2 separate regions of the Sus scrofa genome follow, and region 1 is linked to region 2. Evidence: chromatin contacts called from public HiChIP or PLAC-seq data. All regions are on one chromosome and are shown on one strand. Each heading gives the region's core, a stretch centred on a gene start, on an enhancer-like site or on the middle of the called end of the contact. The rest is flanking DNA. Distances are from core to core; before and after follow the strand shown. Region 1 holds the start of MEX3D (RNA-binding protein MEX3D). Region 2 holds the start of TCF3 (transcription factor E2-alpha).

The links. HiChIP or PLAC-seq counts read pairs in DNA pulled down with a chosen protein or histone mark.
Region 1: a contact with region 2 is called in an H3K27ac HiChIP or PLAC-seq map of alveolar macrophages. The contact joins the promoter of MEX3D here to the promoter of TCF3 in region 2. A contact is called at or near these places in 4 of 47 Hi-C or Micro-C datasets (embryonic fibroblasts, heart right ventricle and liver) and 1 of 2 datasets of contacts at active chromatin or transcription factors (alveolar macrophages).

What each region holds. Positions count from the first base shown.
Region 1 is chr2:76,926,745-76,933,031 of Sscrofa11.1, reverse strand. It overlaps MEX3D (RNA-binding protein MEX3D), which reads right to left and starts at 3,449. Exons shown (of 2, transcript XM_013994841.2): 1 at 2,834-3,449. The coding sequence starts at 3,413.
Region 2 is chr2:76,857,581-76,864,796 of Sscrofa11.1, reverse strand. TCF3 (transcription factor E2-alpha) reads right to left here and starts at 5,718. Exons shown (of 21, transcript XM_021084225.1): 1 at 5,427-5,718; 2 at 3,353-3,490. The coding sequence starts at 3,424.

The DNA of each region.
Region 1 (6,287 bases), core at 2,200-4,699, 71 kb before region 2:
GGGTATGGGCCCCCACCACCCCTAGAGTGGCCCTGGGCCCACATGCCATGCCCGCAGAGGGTGGGCCATGCACAAGGGAGAGAGAGGAGCAGCAAGCCAAGAGGCCCCCATCACCAAGGGACACGGAGAAGACCTTGGGGCAGGCAGGTCACTCATTCCTAACCATGACCCTGCTGTGCTTCAGACCCTGGCCTGGCACTGAAGACCCAACCCCAACAAGCCTGGCCATGCCCCGAACTTGGGCAAGGGCACAGGGGAGAGTCTCAGAGGAAACAGGTCCATGGTTATAGGGCAACCCCCAGACTTTTGCTGACCAGCTGGTGATGGAGACGACCCCCCACCTGTCCTTCTGCATTCCCGCTTCTCCTGTTTGTAGAAGGGGGCTACCTCCCCACCACCCCCAACCCTGGGAAGGTGGGAAGTTCTTTCCAGGCTCAGCCCTGCTCCCTGCAGCACAGCCCAAGCTCGAGCAACCAGGGTTCCAGTCCCAGCCCTGCTGACAGTCTCTGGCAGCCTCTCCCTCCTGGGCTGTGACTGGCAGTGGCAGAGTCCTCTCTGGTGACGCCTTGGGACCTCCTCAGTGGGACCAGGGTACCTTCTGGGCCTCCCAGCCTCGGGGAGGAGAGTGCACTCCAGGGACCCCCAGAGGGTGCATGGACCCCCATCTGGGGAGAAGACCGAGGCTCACAGGACAGGAGGGGGGTGTCTGGGAAAGGGCGACCTCAGGTGTGGGGCTCCGGTGGGCAGAGGCCACTGGGCAGGTGTGCCCCTCCCACCCTGCCCTAAGGATGAGCTCAGGGCAGGCCAGGCCCTGCACTAGGCCCAGTGGAGCAGTTAGCAGGGACAGGTTTCACGTCCAAGGACCCCGAGGGTGGACAGTGGAGTGGGTGACCAGGAGAAAGGCTGGGGCAGGAAGAATCTTCCAGGGTGGGAGAATATGGGAGTCACAGATATTTCTAGAGCAAGGGTAGCTGTGATGCTGCCAACCTGTCCTGGCATTTGCGCTCCTCTCCCTGGTGCCCTGTGCCCCATGAATGGGGTGGCTACTGTGTGCTGGCCCGGGGCTGGGAGAAGCAGCAGCATCTTGCCCGAGAACCTCACAAAAACCCCAAGGGAGGTGCTCATGCTCAGAGCCACCCCAGTCTGGGGAGTGTGCTCAGGGCCCGTGTACCTCTGGAGTCTGCCACCAGTAAGAACCCAGGCTGGCACCCCATAACCAGGTGCCAAACACACATGAAGGAGGACAGGGTGGAGCCTGATGACCCAGCCACCAGACTCCTGGGCCCTCTGCCTGACCCCTGCCACTTGGGTGGCTGAGGCCACTCTGCCTGCTTGGGTGCCACAACACGTGCATTCTCACAGAACTCACCCTCAGGCTCCACCTCCCAGCAGACCAGCCTAGTGACCTTGGGCAGCAGCCCCCAGGCCTCAGCCTCCACATCTGCCCCAAAACAGGCTCTTGGACACTCAGCACAGGGCAGCAGTCTTGTCACATGTCCCAGTGCAATTGCAGGGGACAGGGGCAGGGAGGGAGTATCCTGAACAGGAAGGTGTTAAGAGGGTGGCAGAGGACCAGGCATGGTCTTGCTCAGAGAACAGTTTACCTGTTCCTCTCACTCCTAAGAGCACATCCCTCGACCCAGCACCACGCCTGGCTCTCCTGTGTCCACATGTGGGGAGGACAAATGAATGACTGGATGTACCTGCCTCCAAAGCCAGAGGACTGGCCGGCTCTACAGCCCCACCCACCTGGAACTAGTAGAGGGCAGTGTCCGGGGCATCCCCCTGGTCCCCTGCCTGTGGCCACTAGGGTGACAGGTCACCTTGCAATTCAGGCCCCCTGCACTGTTCTTTAGCTCCTATTACTCAGGGCCCAGAAGCCTGGACCCTTAGCCCTACCTTAAGCCCCGCCCAGGCCACACCCCATGTTCTAGAACCTGGCTGACCAGCAGGGAGCCACAAGGGGGGGGCAGGAAGGCAGGAGAAAGTTGAGGTTGGTGGGCAGGCAGCTAACAGGGTGGGTGGGTGTGTGCTGGGCTGGGCACTGCCCACCACCCTCCGGCCCGCCCGCCCCACAGCTCCAGGGCCAATGAGCGGCCGCCGGCCTGATGTCACCCTGCAAATCTCAGCCTGGCTCTCTAACAAAGAGAACAATGGGGCGGCCACTGGGACGCTCAACAGTGCTGCTCTGGGACCCCGAGACCCTGGCCCCGCTGCTAGCCACCTGGGCAGGGAGGGCTGTGGTCCTGGACCTCAAAAGAGACTTCCAGGGGGTCTTGTGCATCCCCCAAATCCCTGCTGGGGACGGAAAGCAGGGTAGAGATTCTCTCATCCAATCCTGCCCCTGCCCCCAGAAGGATGCCCAGACCGGCAAGTCCCCTTGTACACTCTTTGTGAGCCAAACTTCACTCCTGACCCTGCCTAAGCGCCCCTGCTCCAACCACCCCCTCCACTAAACCCGAGTGAACCCGCCCCGTGCCAGTTTTGGGTGTGGAGCTCCCAATGCCCAGCCCAGCCCCCTTATCCCTTGGATGCGACCGCCCGGGGCCCAGGGCCGTGCAGGGAGCTGCACGCTGGGGCCTTTCCAGGCTGGAGGCGCCCAGACAAAGGCGGTATCGGGGCTGGAGCCTCGAGGGGGAGGAGCAGGGGCTGCGCCCAACTTTCTCCCTCGGCCAGCGGCAGGACAAAGGCGCATAAGCGGTCACTGAGGCCCGAGTCCACGCGGGGCGTGGCTGGGATCTGGCGTCCAGCCGCGGGCTGGACTGGGCGGCCCCTCCTGGGGTGAGCCGCGCAGGGACCCCCGGGGGCGGCGCCCCCGACGGCGGCCACTCACCCTGGCGACCCACGATCTCAGCGACGTGCTCGGAGCTCGGCACGGGCACACACTCGGTCATGTTCACGCTCTTCTTGCGGCTGCCGATCACGCTCATCTGCTCGGCCAGCAGCGTCGGGGGGCCCAGGGCCGCGGGGTGGGGCGCGAAGCCCGCGAACACGTCGGGCGGCGACGGCCGAGGGCTCACGTCGGGCTCCAGCAGCGGCAGCGGGCCGGGGGCCACGGCCACTCCGGGAGCGCCCGTCTCGGGCCCGTCGGGGGGCGCGGGTTCCGCCTCGGTCCCGCCGTCTGTGCCCCCGCCCGCAGCCGCCGCACCGTCCCCGCCGCCCGCGGCCGCCCCCTCCTCGTCCTGGTCACCCGCGCCCCCCAGCCCCAGCTCCGAGAGCTGGTCCAGGGCCAGGCGCAACGCTGCAGCCGCGTCGTCGGGCTCGGGCGGCGGCCGGGGCGCGGGCGCGGCCTCCTCAGCACCCTCGGGCGGGGGCGGCAGGGGGGCCGGGCTGGGGTCCGCGCCGACCGCCGCCCCGGGCCCGCCACCGCGCGCGCCCCCGCCGCCGTCGGGCTGGCCGGTGGAGCTGGGCATGGCGGCGCTAGCGCTCGGGCCCGCGCTCCCGCCTCTCGGCCGCCGGCCGCCCCCGCCGCCGCCGCCGCCCGCGCCGCCGCCCTCCGCCTCTGGGAGCTCGGCCGCCGGCCGCCGGCATCCAGCGGCGGGGCGGGGCGGCGGCGGGGCTGCTCGGGCGCGGGCGGCGGCGGCGCGGCGCGGCTCTGCTTGCTCCTCGGCGGCGGCGGCTCGTCGGCGGCGGCGGCGGCGCGGACGCTCCTTTCCTCCGCCCTCCCGCCGCCTCCCTCCGGCCGCCGGCCGCCCCGCCCCGGCCCCGCCCCCGTGACGCGGCTGCCGCCAACAATGGGGCGCCGGGCAGGGCGCACGCGCGGGGCGGGAGGGGCGGTCACGTGGCGCGGCCACCCCTGCCGCGGGCGCTCAGACAGCCCGGGCGCGCAGGCACGTGCGCCCGCGGCCGCAGGTAAGTGCCCGCGGCTGCCTGGGCCCTCCGGGCGCGAAGGCGCCCCGCCTCAGTCCCCGCCCCATGGCCGAGGTCCATCACCCGAGGCCCCTCGCGCCCGGGCTGTGCTACGGACTCTGGCCCCTTTCCCCAGCGCGGTCTCCGTAGGCATCTAGCCTCAGGGGCCTCCCAGAGAGGTCACAGGCACCTAAATCCCCCAGTCCGGGAGTGTGCCCCGAGCCTAGATTGCAGCACGAGCTGGTGCTTCCTGGCTTGGGCTGGTTTCGACTGGCCAGAGCCCTCGGACTTGAGCACCTCCCTCTGATGAGCAGCCCAGTGTGCCCACCTCTAAATGCAGCCTGTCCCAGCAGCCCTTCAGCCAGCGGCCCTTCAGTCCCTTCTTTCCTTGGGGCAAAGGAATGATAGTCTGGTTCCCCTTATGGGATTTCTTTTGGTAAACGGATGGTCTGGGAGTAGGATGGACCCTGCCTCCTCCCAGTCTCCCAGGGAACCCTTGCCTCAATCCCAGCTTGTCTGCAGAACCTCAGGCCAATTGCATGGGCTCTCTGGGTGGAAAAGGGGATGTCCTGCCCCTTTTTTCCAGCACTGGCCTCTCCTCTGGGTCTACTGACATCCTTACCCAACCTGCGTACCCCTCTCGATCCCATGTAGTCTTTTGGCCACAGCTGTCAACTGATGGTCCTTCACCTCATCCACCGCTTCTCTTCTGGCACTGTCTTCCCTGGCAGGTGCCCCTCCTTCCATGGAAGCTTTCAGTCCTCTGCCTTGGTCCCTGTTCCTGGAACCCTCCCTCCCCCTAATGTCTTTCCTGACTTTCAGGCCACATTTAGCCCAGTTCCTGTGACAGGCCTGAGGTCCTCAAATTAGCTTTGCATACTGCAGAATGCACTCCAGCAAAATGAGGGAAAAAGTAAATGAAGAAACCTTCCTGCTACCACAGGAAGGTGAGGAAGGTGGGGCTGGGGGATCACTCAGGGGGGCTGACTGTAGCTACCGGGGTGTGGGGGGAGCCGGCCATCAGGAGCAAAGACAACTTTTTTTTTTTAAGTCACCTGTGGCATATGGAGGTTCCCAGGCTAGGGGGTGAATCGGAGCTACAGCTGCCGGCCTACACCACAGGTCACAGCAATGCCCAATCCTTACACCACTGAGCCAGGCCAGGGATTGAACCCGAAACCTCATGGTTCCTAGTCAGATTTGTTTTTGCTGCACCATGACAGGAACTCCCAAGACAATGATTTTAAAAGGAGGCTGTCAGGCAACAAATGGACAGGAGTGAAGACAGAAAGGGGAGGACTGGGCCTCCAGAGTTTTGTTTCAACGTGCAGTTGGGGATATGTGGACACTGACCTGTTGGATGTTTGTATGTATTTGTTCATGATGACCCTATGGTGATGCTCTTTGAAAGTCCTTTTACACTGACCTCTATAAGTGATTTTCACAGTGAAGAATATTTCAGAGGGGCAGAAGATGATGCCTGAGTGGGCACTAAAATGCACCAGAAATAAGATGGAGGGAAGGATGAACAGACCAGGGTGAACTACAAATGAAGTGGCAGTGCTAGACCCCAAGGCACAGCTCCGCCCTGGGCCCTTGGACATTCAGGGCCAAGTCATTCTCTGGGGGCTTTCCAGGCACTGTGGGGTGTGGAGCAGCCTCCCTGACTCCCACCCCCTCAATGCCAGGAGTCCCTTCTCCCCCAGACTCTGTTTTAGTTTTCTGTGGTCTTAACAAGTTAGCACACATGGGGGTACTTAAAACACCAATTCATTTCCCCATTTGGGAAACTTGAAGTCCAAAATCATGGTGTTGCCTAGTCAGGGCTGTTTTTTTTTTTTTTTTTTTTTGGCTGTGCCTGTGGCATGCAGAAGTTTCCCAGGTCAGGGATCGAACTGGCACCACAGCAGCAACCAGAGCCCCAGCAGTGACAACGTTGGAACTTTAACCACCAGGCCACCAGGGAACTCCAGGGCTGTTCTCTCTGAGGGTTCCAGTGGGGGGGATCCTTCCTGCCTCTTCCAGCTTTTGTGGGCTGCCTGCAACCCTTGGTGTCCCTTGGTCTGTGGCCACATCATGCCAGTCTTGGCTTCCGTGCCATATGGCTTTCATCTCCCTGTGTGTGTGTCCTTTCCTCTTATAAGGGCACCAGCTATTGCATTCAGGGCCACTTTATTCCAGTGTGACCTCATCTTAACCAGTGACATCTGCAAAGGCCCTATTTTTACACAAGGTCACATCACATCCTCAGGTTTAGGGATGGGTACATGAACATATCTGGGGGGGGGTATGCAACACACCACAGCTCCTCAGATGTGACAGCCCCAAATGTCCTCAGACATGTCCCCCGGGTGCAGAACCACCCAGCTGAGATCCACCTCCCCCATGTCATGTTTCCCTAGTGAGTGTAGGCGGTGGGCAGAGATGGTCACTTAACA
Region 2 (7,216 bases), core at 4,469-6,968:
ACATATCTACTCTTTTAAGTGATACAAAATCTCCTTTAAATTTCAGCTTAAAAAAAAAAAAATGAGATCATGCAAGTTCCCCTGTGGCTCAGTGGGTTAGGGATCAAGCATTGTCACTGCTGTGGCTTGGGTTCAACTCCTGACCTGGGAACTTTCATATGCTGCGGGTGCAGCCAAAAAAAAAAAGAAATTCCCATCGTGGTTCACTGGAAACGAGTCTGACTAGCATCCCTGAGGATGCCCGTTTGATCTCTGGCCTCGCTCAGTGGGTTAAGGATCTGGCGTTGCCATGAGCTGTGGTGTAGGTTGCAGATGCAGCTCGCATCCCGCATTGCTATGGCTCTGGCGTAGGCCAGTGCCTACAGCTCCAATCTTACCCTTAGCCTGGGAACCTCCGTATGCCAAGGGTGTGGCCCTAGAAAGAAAAGAGAAAACAAGACCATTCACACTCATAGATGGATGTAAAGGTTGCCTGAAACACTCGTGTCTCAACCAAAGACACTGACCTTCCTGCCAAGTCCAGTGTGTGTCCCTGACCCCCAAGTGGCAGGATGGGGACGGGGAGCAGGCGCCCTGCATGCTGGGCTCTGTGCTCAGATGCTGCCATCGGAAGGGGAAACCGAGGCTCAGAGAAGTGGCAAGGATGGATCTCCTGGGCAGGCACCAAGGTGGGAGAGTCACCACCCCTCCTGTTACCTCACCCAAATTCAGTGTTGGTGTTAAGTCCCTAAAGATTAAACGGCTTAGCAGTATTAACTGGGAAAACCCAACATCAACAAACCCACGTGCCACAGAGAAAACAAAACCTGTCCATCCCGTCCCTGCCCCAGGGGGTTGAGTTTTAGAGGTCCTTGTAGGGGTCCAAATGATTCAAAGCGGCCAGAATCGGGGCTGAGAGTAACCAAAGCCCCCAAACCTTTGCTCCATGGCTGCCCCAGAGGTGGAGGTGTGGGCGCGTGGGTGTGATTCTCCGGCAACATCATGAGCCCTGGCAGTGACCAGACAATAGGAATCCTGCCCCGACACCCCATCCCACAGAAGGGGAAACGGGGCCACAGGCTGAGCTGGCTGGGCGAGAGCAGAGCCATGGAGGGGTGGACTGGGCTGCACGTGGGGCCTCTCAGGCTGGCTTCCCCTCTGGGGGCATCCAACCCAGGACCCTTTCCTGCTGGGGACACGGAGGTCTGCCTTGAGGTGGGTAGGCCTGGGGAGTAGCAGCCAAGTCCCCCACCCTTCCTCGGGAAGTGGGGACTCAATTCCATTTCTGTTTCACTCTGGGTGGTGGTGGGGGGCAGAGGCTGCTGACGTGGCACTTGCCACAGGGGCACTGGGCCGTGTCTTATGGGTGCCTCAGGCCTTGTGATCAGCCCAGACGGGTCCCCACACCCCTCGGAGCCTCAGCGCTCCCATCAGTGAAATGGTCTCAGAGCTCAGACCACATGGGCCGTTGTGAAACCCAAAGGCACACAGGGTCCCTGGGCCCACAGAGGCCTCTAGGCACGTGCCTGCCCACCTGCCCACGGTGCCCTCCCTACCCCTCATCCTTCAAGGCCAGGGTTAGGGGACCACTGAGGCCCACAAGTCTCCAGAACCACCATTCTAACAAGGGAAGCTCAGGGCCTGGGTAGAGGTGGAATTTTTACAGCATGGTGCAGTCTTTTTTCTGGAACTTAATGGGCACTTGCTTTGTTTACTTTATACAAACCTGCCCCAAGGAAGCTTCCCTTTAAATTCTTCTGTTTTGATTAAAAACAAGTTGTTTTAAAAAACAAGCGAATTCAGTTTCTCTGGGGCAGATAGGAAGAAACAACCAGGCAGGGTTGGAGGAAGAGATGGGAGCTGTGACAGGGGCTGCCTCTGGGCCTGAGGCTCGCCTAGGCCTCTGTCCTTACAAGCACGAAGAGGGAGAACAAAAATCCAGTTCTGGGCTTACTGGGAGGAGAGCCACCAGGCACCCCATCCGTGCAGCCTTGGTTTCCTCATCTGTGAAATGGATTGCTGGTTCTGAGCCGGGGAGGGGGGGGAGTATGGACCCTCCAGACACAAGGGGGAGGTGGACAAGTGGTAGGGGCTGCTGGGTGGCAGGGGCCAAGGGGCCAGGTCTCTAGGTCTGAACCTGCACCCCCCCCCAGACCCCCAAGCCAGTCTGTTCCAGCCCAATAGTCTGTGACTTGTCAGTTTAACAAAAAAAACAACTGAGCAGCACCCCTGGTTACTCAGCTGGGGAGGCAAAAATAAAATGGGGCTTAAAAATACCGGCATGGCCCTTCCGGAGCCGCGGCCGCTGTCCCGTGGGCTGTGTTTTTCCGCAGAGTGGCTGATGTCGTTTCAGTTTGGGGACTTTTGTTTTCGATAGAACTCAGTGGCCTGGGCCTCGTACTGGCAGAGGATTAAATTCAGACCGAAAGCATCCTCCCCAACCTGTTTCAAACCAAAATGGTGCTCGCTGGGGGAAGGGTGGGGGCAGGATTCAGGAAGCCTACACACAATTCCCAGATGTGCGAGGAGATGGCACCTATGACAGGTGGTCCACCATACAGGCAGGCAAACCTAGGTCCCCAGTCCTCCAAGGTATGCACCACTCCCACTCTCCCTGGGCCTGTCTGACCTCTGGAAGCTGGCACCCTCTCTGAACCTCCATCAGCCTGGTTGGGGGAAGGGGCTATGTTGAGTGGAGCACACTGCCCAGGAAGTGTAAGGACACCCCCCCCCAACCCCCGCAGAGCCAGCACTGCCCACAGATTCCCGTGCAATGCTCTCAAGGTCTCCTCCCATCACCTGCACCTGAACTGCTGGTGACCCACCATTCTGGCTCCCATGTGACTAAATGACTGAAGAATTACAGATCCACTGCTATCTGTGTCCTCTCCCCACTAACAGAAGGTCCCTTCATGTGGGTCACTGAGGCGCTGGGCACCCCTGTTCTTTGCATCCACAAGGGAGTGAATAACTCTGATCACACCACTGTATAGGTCAAAAACCAAGGTCACTGTGTGCCCAGGGCCAAGCTAGGACCTCAGGGACAAACCCCACCAAGGAGGAGCTAGAGGCCCTGGGCAGACCCCTCCCTCACTCTGGACCTGTTTCTCCCTCTGTAAAAGGGCAGGTTGGACTCAGTCTGTGCTGGGCAAAGAGCTGTGTGACAGGTTCCTCTGGACACTGCTCCCTGCCATGAGGGGTGCCAGTCCATCCTTTGGCATGCACCCCAACTTCCCCAGCCCCACCTGGGGCCCTTTCACCCAAACAAGTTTGAGGTCCAAATGCTGGGGGTGTTTTTGGCAGATGCTTTTTTCCTGGGGAGCCTGTAGGGCGCCGTGCATAAGGGGGGGGAAGGGAGGGTGGGACCACTCACCATGCTGAAGTCCAGGAGGTCACTGAGCTCCTTGTCCGTGCCCACGGGCGCCATCCTCTGCGGCTGGTTCATTCTCCAGCAGCAACGGGGGCCCGATGGCCAAGGGCCAGGAGGGGCTCCTCAGGCCTAGAGACAGCCCTGTGTGGTGACCCACGGCGGGTGCAGGGGCAGGAGAAGAGAAGAGGTATGAGTGCCGAAGGCTGAGGCGGACCGATGGGAGTGGAGGAGCTAAGAGCCCCTCTAGCTGCTCTGAGGCTCTGGGTCTTCCCACGCCGAGTCCCTTCCAGACCCTGGGGGTGGGGGCAAGGCGGCCAGGATTCGGGGATTTGGGCCCCTTGAGACCCCTCCCCAGAGCCCTCGGGGAATTTGAACAATGGGTGGGGGAGCGCACAGAGTTCAGATTCCCGAAACTCCCTCAGCGACCACCAGGGAATCAAGTTGCAAATTTTAAACTGGATGCGGGGCGGAGTGGTCCCTTCCCAGCTCGGGCAGAACCCGCCCCTCTTCCCCGCCACTTCTCTCATTTCCAACCACCCCCAGGCTTCCCACTGGCCCCGCCCCTGGGAAGGGGGAGGGGCGACCCCAGCCCCGCCCCAAGGGAAATTTGGTGACTCCCCCCCACCCGGCAGCTGTCAGTGCACGTTGAAGACCCAGGCACCCCCAAATTCAAGGGGAATTAAATCCACAAGTAGGACGGCAGGCAAATCCCCCTTCCCGCTCCAGGGCTAAAGGAGGGGTCCGCCCAACACAAGGACCTACCCTCACAGCTTCCCTCCACACTTCGCCTCCTCCTCCCACAAAAAACAACTGAACTCTGAAAGAAGAAAAGCCACCCTAGGTTGTTTTATTGTCACCATGTATCCGGGAATTATTTTTAAGCAACTTTAAAAACATTCCTTGCCTCCCGGCCCTGGAAGGGGGGGGGGGAGTTGTCCTAATACCAGGGTTTCCCCAACAGGGTCCCCAGGGCTCCTTTCTAGAACGGGGTGGGGGATCCACCTGCCAAGCCCCGTCCCACACCCCGATGAGGGTCTCCGTCCCACAGTCAGACAGCGAAGTCCCTCCAGCTTCTCTCCCCGGGGACCCAGAAGGGGGCGGGAGCGGCAAGCAGAAACCGAGGGGTTAGAGGGGGTTCCGAGGTTGAGGAAGACCCGACATCAGAAAAGGAGAAACCCCCGCTTTGTTTGCCAACTGGAGACGGGTGTGAAACGGATGCCCCAGAGCACCCCCTCCTCCGCGAAGCTTTTTCTTCTTTGGAGGGCGTGTGAAACTGACTTTTTTGAGGAGTACGAAACCGCACTTTTTTGTGGGGTAGCTGAAACCGATTTTAAGGCAGACCTGGGGTGGGGGAGACTGAAACAGGCTTTTCAAGGAGATCCGAGACACTTCTGGGGTATCACAAGGACTTTTGGAGACTCGAAGCGAACTCAAAAGATGTACGAAACCACTTTGGGAGAAAGAGGGGCAAGGAACTTCTCGCTCTGGGGGGAGGGGTGGGAGGAGGCCCGGGAAACCAACCCCCACCCTACCCCCCCCCAGCAGCCGGTGCGGGCGGCGCGGCCCGGGAGCCCTTTGAAGCTCGCGGCGCTGCCGCCGCCACTGCGCTGCTCGCCCCGAAGCAGCCGCCGCCCGTGCCCGCGTACCGCGGAGCAGATGCGGCCCCCGGCCAGGATTTCGGCCCCCGCCTGCAGTGGCGCGGCGCACCTTCCCCGCAGACAAAAGGACGCTCCTTCTCCCTCTCTCGCTCCCCTCCAAACTCCGGCGCCGGCCGGGCCCCCGGGGGAGGGGGCGCCCGCGGGCCCCGCGCCGCTACCCCGCCGCGAAGTTGGGCAGCCCAGCGGCGCCCCCCGCGCCCCCGCCCGGCTCCGCAAACTTTCCTCAAGTGCCGACTGGCGGGGGCGCGCGGGCCCGAGCGCGCCCTCCACGTCGCCTGCCCCCTCCGGCGCGCAAAGTTGGAGAACAATGACTTCGGCCGCGCCGCCCCCCGCCCGGCCAGCCACTGCTCGGAGTCTCCGCACCCCAGAGCGGCCCAGCCCGCCAGGCACCGAGCGGCGGAGGGTCCCGGCGCGCTCACCTGCTCGGCGCGGCCCGGCCCGCAGCGCGCGGGGGGCGGCGACATGAACGGCCCCCCCGGACAAAGGGGCGTCGCGGCCCCGAGGGGCGCGCGTGGGCGGTGGCGCGTAGCCCGGCTCCCCGCGTATCCGCTCGGCGGACCGTCCGCGGTCCGGGCACTGGCGGAGGCGACGCGAACGGAGGCCGCGGTGCCCGCCGGCCGTGTCGCTGGGCTCGGTCCGGCCCGCTACGCCCGCGGCCGCCGCCGCTGCCTCATCTTCCTGCGGCGGGAGACATGTTCCGCCCCCAACCCGCGCCCCGCCCCCTACAGGCCCCGCCCCTCATCAGCTCCGCCCCGCGTCCGCCCGCGGATCCCTCCGCCGCGGTTTGCACGCCGCCCACTGCCACACGTCCGCCCCACGCTCCCGCCGAACGCGGCAGCGGGCCCGCGGAGCCCAGCGCCTGGAGCGGGCGATCCGAAGAATCGTGGGCCAACGGCATGAGGTGGGGGCAGGGACTATCTTCCAGAGCGGAGGCGCACGTGGATTGGCCGCATAGCCGTGACGCAAGCGGGAAGGACCGAGCGATGGAAAGAGAAGGCCGAGCGGACGAGGCCAATTGGAAGGTGCGAAAGCCTGATTGGCGGGGATGCCGGCCGTTCGCAACCAGGCTCCGCCCCGCCCCGCCCTCCCCTCTGCGCGTCCGGGTAAAGAAGGAGGCGGGACTCTCCGAGCGAGAGGCCGCGAGAAGCGATGGGGGAGGTGGGGCTTGGAGTTTTATTCTCAGGTGTGCATGGCCGGCCGCACGGCCTTTTGGGCTTGGTCGTGTCTGAGTTCCTAGGTCTGGCCCCTGCTGCTGGGTCTTGCGAGCGGGCATTCCAGACTTGGAAGGAATAAATCAGACCTATTTTCCCGTGGGGTCACTGATGCAGCTCTGTTTCAGGGTCAGAAATTCCCCCCGTGGAACCCACTCTGTGCCTCTGACTTGCTGGTTGCCTTTGTCTGCCTGAGACTCAGTTTATTCGTCGATAAAATGGGATCTTGGCCTGAGTTTGGACAAGGACTTAAGACCTTCTGACTCTCACTGGTCTGTGAGAGTCACTTAGATCCCCAGTTCCCTCCCACGTCCAGAGGCTCTTCAGCTTTTGAAAACCACAGACCCTACAGGATGGAAATAATTTTTTTTTCTTTTTGCCTTTTCTAGGGCCGCTCCCATGGCATATGGAGGTTCCCAGGCTAGGGGTCTAATCAGAGCTGTAGCCGCTAGCCTGCGCCACAGCCACAGTAATGCAGGATCCAAGCTGAGTCTGTGACCTACACCACAGCTCACCGCAACGCCGGATCCTTAACCCACTGAGCAAGGCCAGGGATCGAACCCGCAACCTCGGATTTGTTTCCGCTGCACCACAACGGGAACTCCTGGAAATAATTATTATAAATGAAAATAACACACTCTGTCATGGCCCCCTGTGTCCGCAGAGAGAAAGCTACACTCCCCTCCAGGCCAGGGATGGGCTCTTGACACAGCAGCCTCCTCCTTGCTCTTCTAGAATCTGCCTGGCTCATTCCTACCTGGGAGCAAAGGCTCTTCCATCCCTTCTGGAGCCTTGAGCCAGTTCAGTTCAGTGCTGCCCTCAATCCAGGGAACAGGACTGAAAGGAAGGAAGGAAAGTGGGGATCCTGGGGGGAATGGAAGTAGAGAAGGCCCCAGGGGCAATTGGGGAGCTCAGGAGGAGCCTAATAAAGCCCCCTCCTGCCACGCCCAAACTGGGCTGACCCTCACCCTGACCCCTCCAGGGCCAGAGTGCTCCCA